Linked DNA regions of Sus scrofa: region 1 is linked to region 2. A link is a contact called in public HiChIP or PLAC-seq data. All regions are on one chromosome and are shown on one strand. Each heading gives the region's core, a stretch centred on a gene start, on an enhancer-like site or on the middle of the called end of the contact. The rest is flanking DNA. Distances are from core to core; before and after follow the strand shown. Region 1 overlaps DIXDC1 (dixin). Region 2 holds the start of DIXDC1 (dixin).

Region 1 (3,937 bases), core at 1,371-3,870, 35 kb after region 2:
AGTTCCCATCGTGGCTCAGTGGGAATGAATCTGACTAGGAACCATGAGGTTGCGGGTTTGATCCTTGGCCTTGCTTAGTGGGTTAAGGATCCGGCGTTGCCGTGAGCTGTGGTGTAGGTGGCAGATTGGGCTCGGATCCTGTGTTGCTGTGGCTCTGGTGTAGGCCGGTGGCAACAGCTCCAATTAGACCCCTAGCCTGGGAACCTCCATATGCCTCGGGAGTGGGCCTAGAAAAGGCAAAAAGACAAAAAAATTAAAAAAAAATTTTTTTTGCCTTTTAGGACCGCACCTATGGCATATGGAAGTTCCCAGGCTAGGTGTCCAGTCAGAGCTGCAGCTGCTGGCCTACTACAGCCACAGTAATGAGGGATCTGAGCCGCATCTGCGACGTACACCACAGCTCACGGCAACACTGGATCCTTAACCCCCTGAGAGAGGCTAGAGATCAAACCCTTGTCCTCATGGATCCGAGTTGGGTTTGTTATCACTGAGCCACGATGAGAACTGCAGGAAATTAAAGGGTTGGAATTTAAACATTGTTGCAGGGTTTCTGATGGCAGTTTGAAAATAGTGTGGCAGAAATAGGAGTAACTCTTTAATGGCAGTAAATCAAGTAAACCTTTACCATCCTCTAGCAGGTATTTTCCCCTTTTGACACATTACTCTTTTCTGTATCCTGTCCTAGCTCTGCTGATATATTGTTGTCCCTTTGCCCAGCCCGGCACGGTCCACATTCCAGCAGTTTCTCCCTGAGGCAGCCTCCATAGCATCCCTTCCTTTGGGATCAGCCCTGGGCTGATCTGCCATGATTATTCTGCTGGTATTGCACGTGTCTGTGAAAGATCACTGTATTGGAAATAGATTTTCTTTCTGGCCTCCAAAGCTACTAAAACACATACTACATCAGTCTCTGAACTTGGGTCCCGGGATGAAGGTGGAAGAGGTGGTGGTGGTGGAAGTAATAAAAACTTGGAGCTCTTTAAAACGCTGGATTATCCATCCTTCTGATAACTCTCTCCATGCATTAGGCTTAAAGGCAGCCTCTTTGTGGAAAAGACATCTGGGACTGGGTGGTTCATTCATTTAACAAGTTCATCATTCATTCAACAAATATTTGTTCTTGCCATGGGCCAGGCACGATCTTAGACAATAGGAGTTAGATTAATAAGAAGTCTCTGGGATAAATTAGGAATGTCGGTTTCTAGACAACTCTTATCAATAAATTGTTTCTCTTCTTTTTTCTTTGGTCGTAGCCTGACTTCCCCCAGTCCTATCCACAGTGCGAAGAGTGAATCCATTATAACCCAGTCGGAGGAGAAGGCAGATTTCGTGATCATTCCCTCTGAAGGAATAGAGAACAGAACAGGTACTGTTGCTCAGCCTGCCTCTGTTGGCTTAAGGAACAGCCCTCAGCTAGATGAGTGTGGGGGTCCTGACTGTCTACATGTAAGCTCCCTGACCTTCTCCCCTCATAGTCTGAGCATGCAGGGTCCACTCTCGAGGGCGGTAATGCTTTGGAGCCAGTGACTGTAGTATCTTCTCACGGATGGTCCCTTCTGATATTCTAGCGGACAGTGTCCGGAAGCAGCATAGACAGGCTGTTCCCCAGATGCCGCCTGTGAATTAGGAGATGACTTTGGAATGGCCAGAAGCCAACTCAAGTAAACAGTTTTCATTATGTCTGTGTTATACAAATAATTTCAGTGCTTTCCTAGCTTAAATTGGGGCCATGAATATATAGTAGAAGCTAGAACATCCAGGAGAAAGCAGGTCTGCATCATGTTTGGTATAAGGGCAACAGAAAGGACCACAAAGAGTTCCCTTTGTTTAGACTTCTTCCTTCGTCTCAACTGGTCTCCTTTTTCTTATATAAACACAGAGGAAAGCATGGAAGAAGCAAAGCACATGATTTAGAGTTTTATTTGCCTATAAGGGATATAATGAAACTGAAGCCCCCAGAAGGAAAACTGGAATTCGGTTCTTCCTGTTTCCACTCCCCATCTAGCCCTGGCATTAGTACCAAAAAGTCAGTTTGTTACTGAGTCAGAAACTCCTGGTACCCTGGGGAGGGAGGAGGGGGCATTTACTGAGTGCTTGCCAGGCACCACCGGGCCCTGCACAGAGGTTACCTCATTTAATCGCACAACAACCCAGAGGGATTAGACTTATATTCATCCTTATGAATGAAATCAGAGCAAAGAGACTGTAAAGATAGGAAAATAAAACCAGAAAGAGAGAGAGAGGTGAAAACAATTTGTACAAGTGTGCTTTTACTGGTTTGTTTCCCTTGTGGCTCACACAGTGTTATGTGTGAACGGGCTTCAGTCGTGACCACAAAATAGTCAAAGGAATTTGACTTGAGGTCTCCCCTCTCAAGCTCCAGAGCAACCAACGGGAATTTTATTTTCTTTGTTTCTGACAGCTTCCGCCTTTGTAGCTGCAGGATCAAGCTCTGGGTAGGCCAGTTCTAGAGACTTAAGAGTAAAATCTGGCCCATAGCAAGATTCCCAGGAAGGGAGTCTTACTGCTTGCCTAAGGTTCTAAAGAGGATAGATCTGCCCGGAGGAGTAAGCCTTGCTGCCTGGGGTCCGAGTTAAGGGCCAGTTCTTTCTGTCTCAAAACGCCACCTGGTGACGAGTCCAGTTTGTGCAGTGAGGGCCCGTTCAGAAAGCAGGTGACCTGAACCTGTGAAGGCAGCGGACTGTGAATGCTTTTTGCCAGAAACTCAGTTTTCTTCAACATGAGCTGTACTCCCTCCTTTCCTCTTGCAGAAGAGATAGATTCACCGTTATCCCGGGACTGGCGACCAGGCAGCCCCGGGACCTATCTGGAGACTTCATGGGAGGAACAGCTATTGGAACAACAAGAACATTTGGAAAAAGAAATGGAGGAAGCCAAGAAAATGATATCGGGATTACAGGTAGCTTTTGTAGTTTGTCTTGGGTGTACCAATTGGTTATTGTTTTTAAGTCACTAGGAGCAGTTGAAAGAAAACAGTCTCAGTTTATGACATTGGAATGGGGAGTTTAGATAGAGGTGGTAGAGTATGAGAAGCAAAGTCCTTCCATGTGAGTAGGCGCAGGTCGACTTCATGGACTCTTGTTTACAGCACAGCTGTTAGGAGTTCTGTAAGCCTGGGGGCCATATCGACCCTGACCGAACCTGGACTCTGGCTTTCTGCTTCGTAGGTGGGTTTCTCCACTGTCTGCAGCCAAGGACCTGCAATGGCAGTTTTCACTGGGGAATGACATTGTGAAGAGTCAGGATTTTCTCCTAGAAATTCACCAGAAGCAGAAAGGCTGTAAAGGCCACTAGTGCTATGGGTCTCGCCTGTGTCTAGCTAAGGGATTTAGCTCACTCTTACTGCTTTTATAAGTGAAAGCCGAGGCATAAGGATCAGGTAGAAGAGGTTTGCCTTGAGCAACAAGGCCCTTCAGTTTTTCCTATACCTTTGGTGCCAGCAAATCTCCCCCCAGAGGCCAACTGACCCACTTGACTTAGTCCCTACCCTGAATGACCCCCCAGTCCTCTGTCTTTGTGTATCTGTCCTGTTTGGGGGAGCCCTTGTAGTGTTCCGATGACCCTGAAATTGCCTAGGAGTATTTCTTTCTGTTTGTGCTGGGAACTGCACTGCTTCTGAATTGTCAAATATTTATGGACACGTAAACAAAGCCCACATTATGTGAGTGGCTCTGGCAGCCGGCAGGCGGTGAAGGGCATGCTCCTAGCCAGCAGCAACAGGGTGGGGACACAAAGGGCTCCTAAAGAAAAAAAAAGGGGGATTGGTGCTTTGGTTAAACCATTTGCATAATGTATGCCGAAGGAACTAAAGGGGTTGGAGGGATGTTTACTGTCCAAACATTCCCAAGCAGAATTGTTGATCTTCCCCCATTGGCTCTGTATTTTTAAATGTCTGACTTTTAGTTCCCTTTGCTGT
Region 2 (3,957 bases), core at 589-3,088:
ACCATGTATGTAGATGTGTTGCATGCAATTTTATGCTCTTGGAAGTTTTATACTTCTCTTTAAAAGGGCCTTGTTGCATTAACATGGGTTAGTGACTCAACTGAGTGTTGAGTCACTTATACCATGAGTCCATTACACCATGGACTAGGGTGGTGGTGAGGGGAGTTCTTAGCAACCAAATTTCCAAGCTAGATGATGAAGGACAGTGGTCTTCTGACTTGTGGGCTGTTTAGGTTCAGTTTGATCCAGTGTCATGGCTTTTCCCCAGCCTTAGCCAGAATTGAACCCACAGCATTCAACCAGCAACAGCCATTTAACACCTTGGCTGACTTCTGTTTCCTGCTTGCTGTGGTCAGAGGGAGGTGTGTCTTTTCTCAGAAGCATCTTTGTGTTTAGCAGCTTTAGACATTCAGGCAAGATGTAGCCAGTTCTGGCCGTTCTAAGTAAGGACGTTCTTCTCTAGTGACCCGAGGATGAGGTTAGGTTGAATAAAAGCCATTACTGACTTTTCTCGCTAAGGTACTAATGGGGATTTGAGGAGGGAATCTGTGCCTTTGGAAAATCACTCCTGTAGAGTCCTAACTTCTGGAGTTCCTGTTGTGGAGCAGTGGAAACAAATCTAACTAGTACCCATGAGGATGTGGGTTTGATCCCTGGCCTCGCTCAGTGGGTTAAGGATCTGGTGTTGCTGTGAGCTGCAGTGTAGGTCACAGATACGACTTGGATCCTGCATTGCCGTGGCTGTGGTGTAGGCTGGCAACTGCAGCTCTGATTGGACCCCTGGCCTGGGAACTTCTATATGCCACAGGTGCAGCCCTAAAAAGCAAAAAAGAAGAAAGAAAAAATAGAGTCCTAACTTCTCAAACAGTCTCTCACTAACCAGCTGTGTCCTTGGGCAAGGCCTGACCTTCTCTGAGCCTTAACACCCAGTAAACCCTTCCCTCCCATCTGGGATCACGAGGTGTAACATAATATGGGTGTTCTTTCAGCTTCCAGTTTTCCTATAGAAACAAGAGTGTGCACCAAGGACACAGATGACTAGTATTTTTAAAAATAAATAATCAAGACTGTGACTGGAATAACCAGAAACAAAGGGGAAGAGCTCTCTGTTTGTTTGAGGAAGCTCTTACCTAACCCTTTCCAGTGCACCAGGACATTGTACAATTATTTTCATTAAAACCCATTTAATTAAGTTAAAACTCATTTAAAATATGGTTTCACATTTTAGCGCTTATTTTCAAAAGAAAGAAACTTTTTTGGTAAAGACTTCTTCATCCTTGGTTTACCCTTGATGTCCCTATTTTGATCCTGTGATTGGTTTAGCACCACTTTATTAAATGTACCCCAATAACATCAATAACTAAAGCGCTCTACCCTCTCTTTGTGTCTGTCCCTTCTTGATACCCCTTCTTTAGCCTAACCTCACTGTCCAGGCCCCATATGGGAAAAGGTTGCTGGGGGTTAAAAAGCTAGTCTGGGAGTAAAAATCTATGATTCACTCCCCTTCCCAGCCACCTTGCCTTGTGGTGGGGAGCTTGAGTTCTTTAGCCATCAGAGAAAGAGATAGAGAGAGAGAGAGAGAGAGGAGAGAGAGAGAGAGAGAAAGAGTGTGTGTGTGTGTGTGTGTGTGTGTGTGTGTGTGTAGGGCATCCACACGCAGCCATACCCCCTGTGCGTCCGTGTGTATTGGGGCGGGGGGCGGGGGGGCGCGCACGCTCCAGCAGCCCTGCTGTATGTGTGTGTCTGCAGCGCAGGCACATACGCCGCCGCTCCCCACGCCCGACCCCCGGCCCGGTGTGTGAGCGTGTGCGTGTGCGTGTGTGCGCGCGGCGCGGGGCTCTCCCTGACGCACGCCGGGCAGGGGGCCCCCAGCCAGCGCCCCTCCGCCTGGTGCGCGCCCAGCAGTTTCTATAGGAACCGCGACAGCGCGGGGCCCCTCCTGCAGATCCCCGGTGCGAGCATGCCCAGTGGAGGCCGCTAGTTTGGCCCGGGTCTGGGTTTCCAGTAAGTGGCATGCGGGACTCCGGAGACATCCCAATGAGCTGAGCCGGGAGTCTTTGTGTGCACGGGGAGGAGGAGGCGGCGGCCGCCGGCCCGGAGACCCCGCCCGGGGGGCCGGCAGGAACAATGCTAGCCTGTTTGACCCGGGGGAACTTACTGGACGTTCTGCAGGAGGGCTTCAATGAGGTAACTGCTCCTCCCACTCCCCAGCTCCCCCTGCCTTAACGCCTCCAGCCTCATCTCTGGAAGGGGTCCTCCTCCGCCTGCATCCTTACCGGACCCAGAACAACCCCCTGCAGAACCCCAAGCTAAGGTGGGGGTGGGTACAGTACAGAGGAGCCTGGTGAACCCGGAGGGATCAAAAGGGCCGACTGCTTCCAGCCAAGCTGGGCAATGACGTTCCCTGGTAGCTTGCCTGTGCCCAGAAGACAGGACCACGAATTCTGAGGTCATCTCCTTCCAGAAGAAGTGGTCTCATCCCTCTCTGGGCTTTGCCCGCAGGACATCCCCAGGGAAGCCCATGACTATATGGCAGAGGTGCTCCTTCTGTTTGAGGAGTAAGTGGGTGAGCCAAAGGAGGTGGCATGCATTGGTAGAAAGTTTGAGCAAGGGCAGGAGGAGTAGGTGGTCCGCAGGAAGTGCCCACTTCGTGTTCACATCACTTTCTAAATCCAGGGCAGTGCATTCCCCCCAACCACCAGCCTGCTTGGCAGAGGGACCTAAGAGGAGAGAGAGGTTTCTGGGCCTGATTCAGGGGAGCTGGGGTTTGCCCCTTTCGGTGTGAGAGGGGGGACCTAGGGCCTCAGTCGGACAGGCAGTGTGGGCTAGGGCTGGCGGACAGTCTTTTTCTCTTCACTTGCTTTTCTCTCAGAATTCTGGTGTTTATCCAGTTTTCTTTTCTAGTGACCCAGACCATTTGGGTTTAAGACCTTTGTCCCTTGTGGTTGGCTCCGATGTCCTCCATGGCTTCTGAGCCCCACCCGGTGGGTTGCCTTATCCCAGCATCCCTTACAAGGAGAGGTAGATGGTTGGTTGTCTTTCTTCCTTTCTCCCTCTTTTTCTTTCCACCTCTCCCTCTCTTCCCTTTATGGCGTTTTTTAAAGATTTTTTTTATTATAGTTGATTTACAATGTTGTGCCAATTTCTGCTGTACAGCATATTGACCCAGTTATACATATATACATCCTTTATCTCCTATATCTTCCATCATGTTCTATCACAAATGATTGGATATAGTTCCCTGTGCTATATAGCAGGACCTCATTGCCTATCCATTCTAAACGTGTAATATTTTTTAAAGTCAGTTTTTAATTAAACAGTTAACATATGAATCCATTCTCTTCATGATGATGAACCTCACAGGCAAGACTGAGTGCTTTGGCCGCCCCTGCCATCCTGGCCTTTTCCCCAGAGGTAGCCATTCTCATGAATTTGTGTATAAGATTTTCTTTCTACATCTGCACAGCAGGCTCTTTCCTTAATAGCTGTTTTTAATTAAGAAGCTCTGCAGCCTGACCTGCCTCAGATCCTTCCCCAGTCCTGGCCCCGGTGCCCCGGCCTTGTTCTTGACACAGAGGAAAACGGCGCAAATGCTATCCCCACCTCACTAACTGAGTCAGAGTTTTCCTTTGGCTGAGGGGTGTCATAGCCTTCACTGAAGGGCAGAGCTTGTGTCCCGTCTGCAGTGCGGGTCTCCCCGTCTTTGCATCATTCCCCTTTGATCACGTGGAAGGGAATTGTTAACAAAGAGCCACAGTCTGAGAGTTGAAACAGACCAGCCAGGAAGCCACTCCTTGAGTGCTTCTAGTATTCCTGGTTCCCTATTCTCACCCTCTGCCTTGGGGCCTCCCCTGTCTCAAGCCTCACAGAAGCTCCTTGGGCCTTCTTATGTCCTCCCTTCTTTGTAAGTCAGCCCCCAGGGATCAGGATCCATGGTCTTAAAGGGAGGAGGAAACC

What was found. HiChIP or PLAC-seq counts read pairs in DNA pulled down with a chosen protein or histone mark.
Region 1: a contact with region 2 is called in an H3K27ac HiChIP or PLAC-seq map of alveolar macrophages. The contact joins the enhancer-like site here to the promoter of DIXDC1 in region 2. A contact is called at or near these places in 1 of 5 promoter capture datasets (liver), 11 of 47 Hi-C or Micro-C datasets (brain, embryonic fibroblasts, epiblast stem cells and 5 more) and 2 of 2 datasets of contacts at active chromatin or transcription factors (alveolar macrophages and skeletal muscle).

The regions. Positions count from the first base shown.
Region 1 is chr9:39,699,306-39,703,242 of Sscrofa11.1, forward strand. DIXDC1 (dixin) reads left to right here. Exons shown (of 23, transcript XM_003129869.5): 6 at 1,254-1,366; 7 at 2,772-2,920. Among named protein-coding and RNA genes, the nearest start is that of DIXDC1, 35 kb to the left of the region's middle. Within about 2 kb of position 2,621, at least 19 of the 83 cell types and tissues checked have an H3K27ac peak or open chromatin away from gene starts, as enhancers often do. A contact at or near this core is called in alveolar macrophages, brain and liver, where this site is marked.
Region 2 is chr9:39,664,616-39,668,572 of Sscrofa11.1, forward strand. DIXDC1 (dixin) reads left to right here and starts at 1,839. Exons shown (of 23, transcript XM_003129869.5): 1 at 1,839-2,187. The coding sequence starts at 2,128.